Linked DNA regions of Arachis hypogaea: region 2 is linked to region 1. The links are chromatin contacts, called in public Hi-C maps. All regions are on one chromosome and are shown on one strand. Each heading gives the region's core, a stretch centred on a gene start, on an enhancer-like site or on the middle of the called end of the contact. The rest is flanking DNA. Distances are from core to core; before and after follow the strand shown. Region 1 holds the start of LOC112754794 (arogenate dehydrogenase 1, chloroplastic). Region 2 holds the start of LOC112754799.

What was found. A called contact is a pair of places that touch in the nucleus more often than the background predicts.
Region 2: a contact with region 1 is called in a Hi-C map of leaf, with 3 times the contacts expected there. The contact joins the promoter of LOC112754799 here to the promoter of LOC112754794 in region 1. A contact is called at or near these places in 4 of 8 Hi-C or Micro-C datasets (leaf and an unstated tissue).

What each region holds. Positions count from the first base shown.
Region 1 is chr16:121,534,962-121,541,137 of arahy.Tifrunner.gnm2.J5K5, forward strand. It overlaps LOC112754794 (arogenate dehydrogenase 1, chloroplastic), which reads right to left and starts at 2,873. Exons shown (of 5, transcript XM_072219286.1): 1 at 2,194-2,873; 2 at 1,998-2,080; 3 at 1,722-1,878.
Region 2 is chr16:121,677,598-121,683,773 of arahy.Tifrunner.gnm2.J5K5, forward strand. It overlaps LOC112754799, which reads left to right and starts at 2,979. Exons shown (of 5, transcript XM_025802574.3): 1 at 2,979-3,440; 2 at 4,281-4,403; 3 at 5,413-5,483; 4 at 5,604-5,690. The coding sequence starts at 3,431.

The DNA of each region.
Region 1 (6,176 bases), core at 1,623-4,122:
AAAAAACCAAATATTAAAGGTCAAAACTTATATAAGTATAAAATTTATATTATATGAAATTTAAGATAGTCACAAGAAAGAAAAAAAATTCATTGAATTAACCAAACCAATAATAAATATTCGATCATCTACTTATCTGGTTAATTGAGTTTATTCAGTTAATTCAATTCGCCTATTTCTTCATTAAAAACAAAGATGACAAATTTATTTCTTCTCTAACAAAAGACTGATCATAATGAACAAATAGAAACTCCAAAAAACTTTTAACAAAATTTTCAACACAATTTTCAGCTGATCACAATTTTAGCAAAATTTCAGCACAATTTTAACAAAGATTAACAAATCTTTTTCCAAAATTTAACTAAAAAAACCCAGCAGTGAACTAATCATTCAATGATTCAATCAACACCGAAAATACAGAATATAGAGTACAGAACAGCACTGGAGCATAGCTAAGATGGTTCAATCATCGCTAACAACCAGACATGCTTTCAATCTTGCCAGAATCAAGCAATAATTCAGCAATCATCAACCACAATTTCAGATCTAAAACCAGTAACAGCAGAAATTATCAAGGTTCTGAGAACAGGACCGGTTATCGAACCGCTTTAGTCATTAGCTCATCGGTTTAGTAGTTTAACCGGTTCAACCATGGTTCAACCGGAAAAATCGTTTTGTAGTTATATCTTTGAAGTTTCAAATAACAGAAGCAGCAATCATTCAAGAAATGAACCCTTTTCTCTTCAAACTCTCTACAATTTCAGTAAAATAAACTACTTTTCATGTTTGCATACAGTTTTAGTCCAAAGCTTTAAAAAATATGCTTTTAACTAGCTTCTTAGTACAATCAGTTTTTAACATGTAAAATTAGAAATACAAAAATTGTAAAATCCTTAACCTTATATTTTAATTAAGACTAAGATTAAGTAGCCCAGCTAGTATAAAAAAATATACTGAGTTTCAATTCCAAATCTAATTGACTAACAACTGCTGCATTATACATGTTTGCGAAGTACTCCGAAAGTGTATGAAATATTGAAATGCACCATTCAATGCAACAAAAACCTATGCAGGATGCACTGTACAACAAAAGTATAGTTCAGGACTTGTATATGGGAAAATAAGATAGTAAATCAAAAATAAAATTTTTTCACCATATCACCATATTTAAAAACTCATATATCCACCTTAAACTAAGACAAATAAATTAATCTCATAATTAAGCCAGTCATAATGCAGCATAATTTGTGAAACTTAATGACACACAAAAGTCAGTCTTAAGGCCCAAATAAAAAGGTGCTTATAGAACATAATTCATATTTCCTAGCACTAGTATAACCTGATTCCTAATAATTCAAAGGCTAGATTTATTAATGCTATTGTGCTAGAATAAAAGCTCTAATTTCCGCAACCCAGGTAGAAGCAGTCTATTTCCAGCATTCAAGGACAGCAAGGTTGGGAATGTTTTGAACAAAATATTGGAGTTCAATTAATTATTAAGACAATCACAATTTATGCATAATTAAATCACAAAACAGTAAAACACAAACCAGCACATCATCAGCTCATCACTACCCAAAAAGATCACAAAACACAAAACAACAGCAGAACAGAGCAGCGAAAGCTAATCAATAATCATTCAATAAAAACGTAAACTCAATAATCATTCAATGATTTCTGAAAAGAGCATAAAAAAGAAACAAGAACAAGTGAGCACTGACTGTGGCGGACGAAGCTCAAAGAGACAAGCCCTGACTGCAGCGGACGGTGGCAAACACGGCTGCTCCCTGCGGCGGTGGTGGAGGCTAGGATTTTTCTCTTGGTTGAGCTTCTGATCTCTGAACTCGAAGGAAAGAGATTGGAGTGTAGAAGGGTTTTCTTCAATAAAATCACAAAACATTCAATAATCAATTAATCATCATGTGATTTGATTTCTGAACAGAGCATTAAAAAAATTAAAAAAAAAAACGAAGAACAAGTGAGCAGTGAGCACTGACCTTCGGTCTGAGACGGCGACCAAATTAGTAATTATAATGAAGCAGCAACACAAATTCGCCAACAACAGAACCAACCGCAACAACTAGAAAACTCCATGCCAACAATAACTTCAGAATCCAATTTCAGAACACAAACTCAGCTCAGAATCTTAAAAACTAACTAAAAAATAAAGATGAAACTGAAGAAATGGCCTACTGGTGAGACGCCGAGGGAGGAACGGCGGTGACAGAGTGAGCTCGGAGTAACACGGCGCTGACAATGACCTCGTAGAGATAGAAAGAGATCTTGAAGAGAGAGACGCCGAGAACAGAGCTCGTTACGGCGAGGAGACGACAGCCGAGCAGGAGCAGTTCGCGACGGCAACGAGAAGAGCTCCGAGCAGAGATTCCACCGCGAGGAGAAGAGGGTGAGGGGCAGAGACGTTCAGCGACGGCACTCTCTATCAGTCACAAATCCAGTGGCGACGGCGAGCTCTGGCCGAGGAGAGGAGTTCGGCGATGGTAGGAGCTGCTGCCTGCTGCAGCTAGTGGTGGCTGGCTGAGGAGTGTTGATGATGAGTTGATGAATCGCGGGACTGGGGAGGCCTTTAGGGTTAACTGGTTAAGAGTGGGTGAGTGAGTGAGTGGAGGCTAGGGTTGCCGTTGGAGGTTGCTTTTCTCAATCAGGAAGGGGCTGGAAGGAGGAGTTTGTGAGTGAGGCCGCGAGGGTGCTGCAGTTTGGTTAGGGAAAATTTTTGAAAATCGTACAGATTTTGGTTCGGTCCGACCGATTGCTTTTCAACCGATTCGACGGTTCAACAACAAATTTCAATTTTAGTAGTTACAGTTTCTAATCGAAATATCGAATCACAAATTTCGTGGATTCATAGTTCAACCGCTTCGTATCGTTCCAGAACTTTGAGTACAATATATGAGGGGTTATTTGTAAGAGGAATCTTTTATATTTTTCTTTTTTTTTTTTCCTAAAGTTTAATTTGGAGGATTTTTTTTAAATAAATATTTTAAATATTTTATTTATCAATATATGTAATTTACTTATCTACTTTTACTTAATATACTAAAATTGAATTTTTTTTAACTAATAAAGATGAGGTGTCAATTCTTCATAAATTCATTTTCTCTCCAAAATGAATGTATTATTCTCTCTTCTAAATTTATTTTAGAAAAATATCTTTAATATAATTATATTATAATTAGTATTTAATAAATAATACATAATTATACTAATTTAAAAGATATTTTTATTATAATTATATCAAATCAATATTTAATGCATTATTAAACTACTTATCAATTATCAATTGAAAATATTTTTAATCATTTTAATAATAATAATAATAATAATAATAATAATAATAATATGATATGATAATGACACTGGTTATTCTAATCATGATAAAAAATATTTGATTCTAATCATAATATGATCAAATCTAATGATATTAACAACGCAAATATATGATATATAACGTAAATAATAAAAAATTAATTTAATAATAATTAATTTATATCTTTTTTAATTTATTTTAGAAAAATATCTTTATTATAATTATATTATAATATTATAATTAGCATTTAATGAATAATTCATAATTATACTAATTTAAAAAAAATATTTTTATTATAATTATATAAAATCAATATTTGATGCATTATTAAACTAATTATCAATAAAAAATATTTTGTCATTTTAATTATATTGATATAATTCTAATTTTTATAATTAAATTCTTAGTCATTTTAGTAATTAAATTTTTTATAATTACTTTACAGTATAATAAATAATAGAATAATATTAATTAATCTCAATTTCTGATTTACCTTTGTTCACCTAATTTACAATTATTATATATTTGAATGTGATTTTTATACATTTTTAATGGATTTAACTAATTTATATCTTAAGAATACATGTTAAAATTATAAATTAAATTTTTTTATTAAAAATATAAAAATTTAAAGTTTTCAATGTATTTTTTTGTATTTATTAAAAAAATATTTAAAATTTTTTATAATAATAATCTTATCATATACTTTTAATGCATATATCAGCTAAACTTATTTTTAATTTTCCATGTTTATTATCTTTAAATTTAATGACTTTATAAATCAAACACCAATCTTTTTTTTTAAATGTGCAATAATTGTTTTCTTAATCAATTTATCTTATTAATTATTTATGGGTTTAGTTAACATGACATACGATAAAATTACCAATTAAAAAAGTCTTCATAAAAATATATGTACAAAGTTTAAATTTTTAATGCATTTATGATTTATTATATATTTGTTAAAGTAAAATATTTTAAAAAAAGTTATTACTAGTAATTTTAACTTATTTTCAAATACGTGTTAATTAAATCCTTTGTTTATTACCAAAAAGTGTTATGCTGCCATTCTTTAATCTATCTTTTTTTACATTAAAAATCATATATAGCAATTTAATATACGTTTAATGTTTTTATTATTGATTCTTTCTTAAACATTCTTTATATATAATCTTTATTAATTAAATAAATTTTAATTATACATATTTTAATGTTTAATTATTTTTTATTTCTTTTTATTTTTACCAAATTAATGTCCAAAAAATGCTATACTTTTTTTGCATTGTGTAACATTTCATTACCTACTTTTGCGTATAACAGTGTATTTAATTTAAAATTAATTTACATATAATAACTGATATAAAAATTAATTTTAACAACACAACTTAAAATTATAATTTTAATCTTATCACACGGATTATTACACTTGTTTAAACATAATTTACGTTTTTGCATCTTATTATTTATCTCGTTTACCGTGTAAACGAATTAATTATCTCTCGTTTATATTGTAAACGAGATTAGACACATAATATATGAAAATTGTCGTACTCCACGTATTGTTTATAGTGTAAATGAGATATACTTATAATTAATTCGTTTACCCTATAAACAAAATATATATTTGTAAGTATAAAAATATAATTTTTAAAATAATAAAAATATTAATAATTTAATTTAGATCGATTTAAAAAGATTGATATATTTTATTACTATTTAGAAGGAATGAAATATTAACAAATATTATAATTGCATCATTAAATTTAAAGAAATTTCAAAAATAGGAGCAATTTGTTTGTTTGATTGGGAGTCAAAATCCTGTGCCGCTGATAAATATTTTCGAATTTTTCATGTTTTACATCCTGTATCAATCAACTCTTCCCTTTTCTATTATATTACGGTAGAAATTCAGGTGCAGTCGACTTTAGGTGAAGTTGATAGTTGAGAATTATTAGATAATTTGACTAATTTAACTAAATTTTCATCTAACAACACTTATCTATCAACTTCACATAAAGTTGACTGTACCTGAATTTTCACATTATATTATTTAAAAAGTCAATCTTCTTTGCGTATAGTTCATTCAAATTTTTAAACTCTGAGTTTTTTTTTTCTTTTTAAATTTAATTTTATTATTTAATTAAATTTCAAACTACCCACTATTTTTTAAAGAGAATTTGAAACAGCACATTCCCATATTCATTTGAAACGTTAAGCTATTTCTCTAGAAGAGTGAAGGGGAAATCTCTACATTAATAGAATATTTTAATTTTTTTTATCATATACTTACTTTAAATAGAATAATGAACGGTTTTAAATCTAATTTATAGAAATTTAGAAAAATAATAAATAAAAAAATTAAATAAGTAATGGAAGAAAATACCAAATTAAAAAAATTGAAAGTTGAATAAATTTAAATAAAATTTTTATGTACTCTTCTAAATATTAAAAATTTAAATATACATATTTTTTATACCTGTTACAAATTTAAAAATAAATTTAATGTATTCTTTTAAGTGTAATCGTTTTTTATAATAATACATATATCTCGTTTACACTATAAACAAGATATATGTATTTTTTCAAACTCTAAATATTTCGTTTACTGTTTAAATGAGATAAGCCAAATGATATAAATTGATAAATACGCTATGAATTACATATTTCGATAAATAAAATAATTAAATTATTTATTTTAAAAAAATCCTAATTTGTATGTAAGGATATTTTACGTAATAGTTTACAAATACATTTAAGTTTTTAAATGATTATATATCTTAAATTCTAAATTTTAAATTATTTATGTATTAATATAAAACATAATTATTTTTTTATTTTATTATTAAATTAA
Region 2 (6,176 bases), core at 1,729-4,228, 140 kb after region 1:
CATTCATTTTGTCTAGAATTTGGACAAATACCTCGGGGTTACTCTTAGTCATTCTAGGGTGACCCGGGCTTCTTTTAATGAGGTTCTAGATAAGATCCAAAGACGGCTAACCAGTTGGAAATGGCGTTTACTCAACAGGGCAGGAAGGCGCTGCTTGATTAATTTGGTTTGTAGTGGCTATTCTGACTTACCCTATGCAAGTCTCTCTCTTTCCCAAAGGTATAACATATTTTATAGCATCTATGATGAGGAATTTTCTATGGAAAGGTCAAGCCAATGGTCGGGGGCTGAATCTTATTAGCTGGAAGGTGTTGGTCACTTCTAAGAAGTTTGGTGGTTTGAAAATTTGAGATTCATTTTGTGCTAATGTTGTTCTTCTTGGGAAGCTAGTTTGGCAACTCTTTCATCATCCCCACAAGCTTTGGGTTCAACTGTTGGCAGCTAAATACTATTTTTCTTTGGATGACGCTTTCAGCCGTTCTATGGATAACGGATCTCATGTTTGGAGAAGTCTGTGTAAAATTTGGGATATTTTGAAGGATGGTTTTGATTGGTGCATTGGAGATTTGGATCACAATTTTTGGTTCTCTAAATGGAGGAACGAGGGGGCAGCTTTGTAATGAGATGGATTATGTTCACATTTTTGACTCAGATATCCATATTTTAGATCTATGGTCGGTTGGAGAGTGGCATCTTGAGAATGTTTATTCTCCTTTTCAGCATATTTTGTATGAAAGCATTCTCTCCTACAACCCGGATGTGCAAGCAGGTTCAGTGGTAGGCTAAACTTGGTTCGGTGAGCCGGCTAAGGTTTATGATGCTCGGAATGACTACTTATGTCTCTGCAAGAAGATGTCTAGATGGGAGAGAGAGGAAATTGGCTTTGGCTTTGGCGCCCGTTTGTTCCAAAAAAAGATCAAATTCTTGGCTTGACTTTGTCTGCAAGAGGCATTACCCACTGCTGTTTTTTGTCCTAGGAGAAGCTTGTCACCTAAAAATAGTTGCCCCAGTTGCTTGACTTGCCAGGAAACAGTTTTTCATTGTATTCAGAATTGCCCAAAAGCTCAGCTTGTTTGGCAGACTCTGGAGATTTTCAGTCATCCTCTGGATTTGAAGAACTAGTGCTTGTCCCATAGCAAAGAGCATCCTTTTAAATTCTTTTCTAGTCTGTGGTGGATTTAGAGAGCTAGGAACAATGAGATTTTTAACTAGCATGAGCCTTGACCTCCATCTAAAATGGCTCGTATGGCTTTAGCCTTCGAGAAGGAGTTTTAGAATGTCTTTGACTTGCAACGAGTTTCTATTCCTTCTACGATTAGTTGCTGTAGGGTTCCTCCTTCGATGGGTACTTTTAATATCAATTGTGATGCTAGTTACTATAATTCTAGTGATCGGATTGGTTTTGCCTGTGTTAGCAGAGACTGGAACAAAAATTGGCAACGAGACTATTTGGGAATAATAGAGAGCTACAATATTCTACAAGGAGAGTTGTTTGCTATTTAATTTGGAGATGTTTTTTTTTAGCCTGAGACTTGGGGTAAAGAGATGTAATTTGCGAAACAGATTGTCTGGAGGCTTTCATTCTTGTTAACAATTCTCATAATAATGTTGGGTGTGTAGATCCTTTGGTGCTTAAAGTCAGAGATATCATGACTTGGAAGTGGCGTGTTAATTTTCGCTTGATTCTGAAAGATGCAAACACAGTGGCGGACATCATGGCAAAGACGGCGTTGAGATTGCATTCTCAGTATGTAGAACTTCCAATGCCTTGGAAGGAGTTTGAGACGAGTATTCAAAGGGATCGGCTTACGTCTTCTTAGTCTCTTTGGACTTTGTTTTTCTTTTCTGCTTGGTTGTTTTAATTTTTCAATCACAAAAAAATACCTACATTTATTAAAGGTTTAATTACTCTGTTGGTCCCTATAGTTTTGCGAAATTTTTAATTAGGTCAATGTACTTTTTTTTCCTTTTAATTGAGTCCTTGCACCAAAATTTTTTTTAATTGGTCCCTACACTTTTTTTTCTTTTATTTGGATCTCTGTACCAAATTTTTTTTAGTTTGGTCCCTATAAAATTAAGCCAATTACTGTTAAGAGGGACCTAATTGAAAAAAAAATTTAGTGCAGGGACCAATTAAAAGAAAAAAAAAGTATAGGAACCTAATTAAAAATTTCGTGAAACTATAGGACCAACAGAATAATTAAACCTTTATTAAATATCCGATTAATGTTTATGATTATGAGTTTTTGATTATTTTGTTATTTTTTTTTATTAATTTTATATAAAATTGAAATAAACTCTTATGATAGTTAATGTCATATAATTTTGTTGATGTTGTTTATGTTTGTTAAATAACCGTGTTAACAGTATTTTGTTAAATTTTTTAAAATAATTTTGTTGATGGTTAATTTTTCTGTTGCGTTAATTTTTTGTATATTTTTTTATTATATTGTTATGTATTTTGTTGAATTAATTTGTCTAAAATCATTTTTAATTGTGTTATTGGTTGAATGTTAAAAATAGAATAATTATAAACTAAATTTTTAATAATAAATAATTTATTATGTAAAATTATAAAATTTTAAATTTTATTAATTTAAAATTATTAAATTTAAATATTTAAAATTATATATTAATTTTTTTATAATTTTATTTTATATTTAATTAAATTGATTGAATTTCGATTAGATGATTAAATTATTAAATCAGTTATTTTATTGATTTATTAATGGGTTAGGTTTTTGCAACCTTGCTAATAATCTTCCTGATTCAAAAAATTTTAAGTCACAAAATTTTTTTTTTTTTACTATTTCATTTTGTATTTGATTTTATGCTGTATATCAGACCTGGTCGGTTTCGGACGAGCCACTCAACGGGCTGCCCCTGCACAGCAGACCCGGACTGACTCTCGGTTTTGATGAAAACTGGTGACCCGTCGGTTTATAAAACCCGAACCGGACCATGCTTTTTAAAAAATCGAACGACGTCGTTTCCAAGGGTCGAACCCTAACGCACTCATCCCTCTCTTCTCTCATCCGCAGATCAGCCTCTCTCTGTCTCTCAGTCTCTCCCTCTCTCTCACTGTCTCACAGTCTCTGGTCTCAAGCACTCACTCACTCTCTCTCTCTCTCTCTCTCTCAACATCTCTCCCAGTCTGTCCAACTCTCTCGCCGGCGGCAGAAGCAGACGAAACCAGATCCAGCAGCTTGTCCCTGGTCTCGTCGTCGTCGTCTACTCGTCTTCACTCACAGTCGCCGGCGTCTCCTCGTGGTCTGTATGTTTCCGCCTTCCCTCGGCTCGTTGTCATCGGCGGCAAAAGCAGACGCTAGCAACAGTTTGTCCCTGGGCTCCTCCTCCTCGTCGTATTCTTGCTCCGAGGCTTCTCCGTCACTTCCTTCTCCCCGGTTTCGTGGCTAAGTCGCCGTCGACCATGGTGGCTGGTGAGTCCCTGCATTCCCCTCTTCTCTCTTTTTCAATTTTCCCTTGTCCCGTCAATTTTGTTGCTGTAAATCATGACTGAACCATCTTTTGTTGCTGTGAATTTGTTGCTGTATTGAGTTCGATTTATTGTTGTATCGAGTTGAATTTGTTGTTGCATTGAGCTAAATTTATGGTTGCTGTTGAGTTGAATTTGTTGCTGAGCTAATTTTTTTTGTTGCTGAAAATATCTGAGTTGAATTTGTTGCTGAAAATCATCACTGAGAAGAATTTGTTGCTGTAAGAACAGATAGTTTCTGTACAGAGACTCTTGTTACACAGGCATTATTGGACTATTGGTATAATGGTATTTGATGGATTGATTTATAAAATTAGTTGAATTTATGTTTTTGATTAGTTTATTAATCATTAATTTACTGATTATGTCATGTTTTGCGCTCTTGTTCATTTAAATTGAGAAAATATTTTGTATTAGTGTCTAGTTTATTATCTATGTTTGCATCATTAGCCAATGTCTAAGAGTTGATACTTAATTATTATTAATGTGTTTGTAAAGACATGCTCTTGAATTTTTAATTTTAAGTTTATGTTTTGTAATTTCATATTTATATTTAATTGTGAGTTTGTGACCTAGTGTACCGGTTGAACCCGTGAGTTGAACCAGTGATTGGGTTGTATGACCGGGTCAATTGCTGGTTTGGTTCTGAAAACTATGATTATGAGACTTTGGTTGATGTCGTATTTTTAATTTTTAAGATTTATATAGAATATATTTATGTTTCAAAGTTTTCAATTGTTTGTGACTTTTCTAATCAATTTTTGTCTTTCAATTTCTCAAGCAGTGATGGGAAAGATGAACAAGAATAAGAAGGTAGGGGGGAGACATGGGCCTCCAAGTGAACATAATGATATGCAGGATCAAGAGATGGACATAAGGAAAATTATGAAAGAAGTTGAAAATTTTAGTATGTCCCTTATTCTTTTCTCATTTGAAGCTTTCCCTTCTCTTGGCTGTTATCTCCTATCTTTACCTTTTGGTAAATCTAATTTCTCTTGTTGATGTGTTTTGATCTTTTACTTAGTTTTTTTTTTTTTTTTTTTTTTTTGATAAAAAGAGAATAACATTAAGACGAGAGAAAGAATATTACTAACAGTTATAATATACTTCGATGTCAGGCTGATTTTACTATTTATTATTTGTAAATAGGTCGGATTTCTTTGCTCTCCCCTGATGCAGTTTAATCCTTACTATACATACTTGGCATTTGGCAACGAAATGCTCTAAGTAGAATTTTATGGATTATGCCAATTTATTTGGTTAGATAGTTGTGATAGGGCATAATAACATAATCTACAGGAACTTAGTGCGCCATAGTTGTGTTTAGAGTCTTTTGTTTCAAACACTGAATTCACTTTTTTACTTTCTTTGGTAGTTCATGGATTTGGTGAGATTATCTTTAGAACTTATCATTCCATTGGTATAGGAATAAACATTTTAACGAGCCTCTTATCCTCCTTTTATCTCTTCTTAGAATGCAGACTTTTTAATAATCTCAATCTCTGGAAAATTTGAAGAGTATAGGTAGATGAAGGAAACACATAGTCGAAGAAGTTAAGGAGTGCCAACTTTCTTCCGAATTCTAACCAATTTCATCTTGTAGGAAGAGAAAAACAAAATAGGTCTAACCAATCTCCTGCCTGTCTATTTCATTATTCCCTTCTTGCTTATAACCTATGTAACCCTCCCACCATGATCCGATGTAGGCAAGTTTGTTACTATCCAAGTTCCTTTCTTGCCCTTATTCATGTTTTAGTGAGTTTTACAAGGTTTCTATATATTGGAGATATGGAGCTAAACTATATACGATTATCATTATCAGTTTTACTGGGTTTATTCACCTTCTCACCATGTCTATCTATTATTGTAGAGCATTTGTTTGTTATAATAACTAATGATTAACAATTTTTTATTAGGCTACTCACATATGACGTGGAAAGAACGTAAAAAGATTGAGAATCAAAAGGTCGTCTCTCTTGGTGGGAAGGTTAGGACTATCTGTTGATGCTATTTTTTAACATCATGTACCATTGCAAATGGTATTATCAGCAGCATGCTCAAGAATCAAGATGCAAGCTTTAATGGATTTTTGTTTTCCTTTATTTAGCCCCCCAAGAAACAGAGATTACCTCTAAGTGTGGCACGTCCAACATTGAAGAAACAAAAGGAGAGAGAACAGAAAATGCTTCAAGAGGTAATTTCTTTTTACAAACTTTTTGATTAGGCAAAAATAAATCTGAGAAACTCTTGGGGCCCAGCAATTTTTATTATTTTTGGCCATCATTTGACCAGCACAAACACTAAATTATCTTTAACAATTAAATTTTACTATTTCATGTGTGCAAATTCTGGAAAAATGTGGGTGTAAACTGTATTGATTCATGTGGCAAACTTTGGTAAATTTAGGTGCAAAGATAAAATGTTCTTGTGTGGAAAACCCTTGTAAATATGGGTGCAAATTATTGCTAGTTAAGTGCTGGCAAAAAAATGATAATATTTGCTGAAAGCATTGCTCATAAGATCCTAACTTCTTTTCTATTTTCAAATTTTTCTTTTGTAATAAATGATTTATATTTGAAGGGGAGCCTCGGAGCAGCGGATGAGTTGTCTCCACGTGACCTCAAGGTCACGGGTTCAAGCCGTGGAAACAGCCACTGATATAATTATCAGGTTAGGCTGC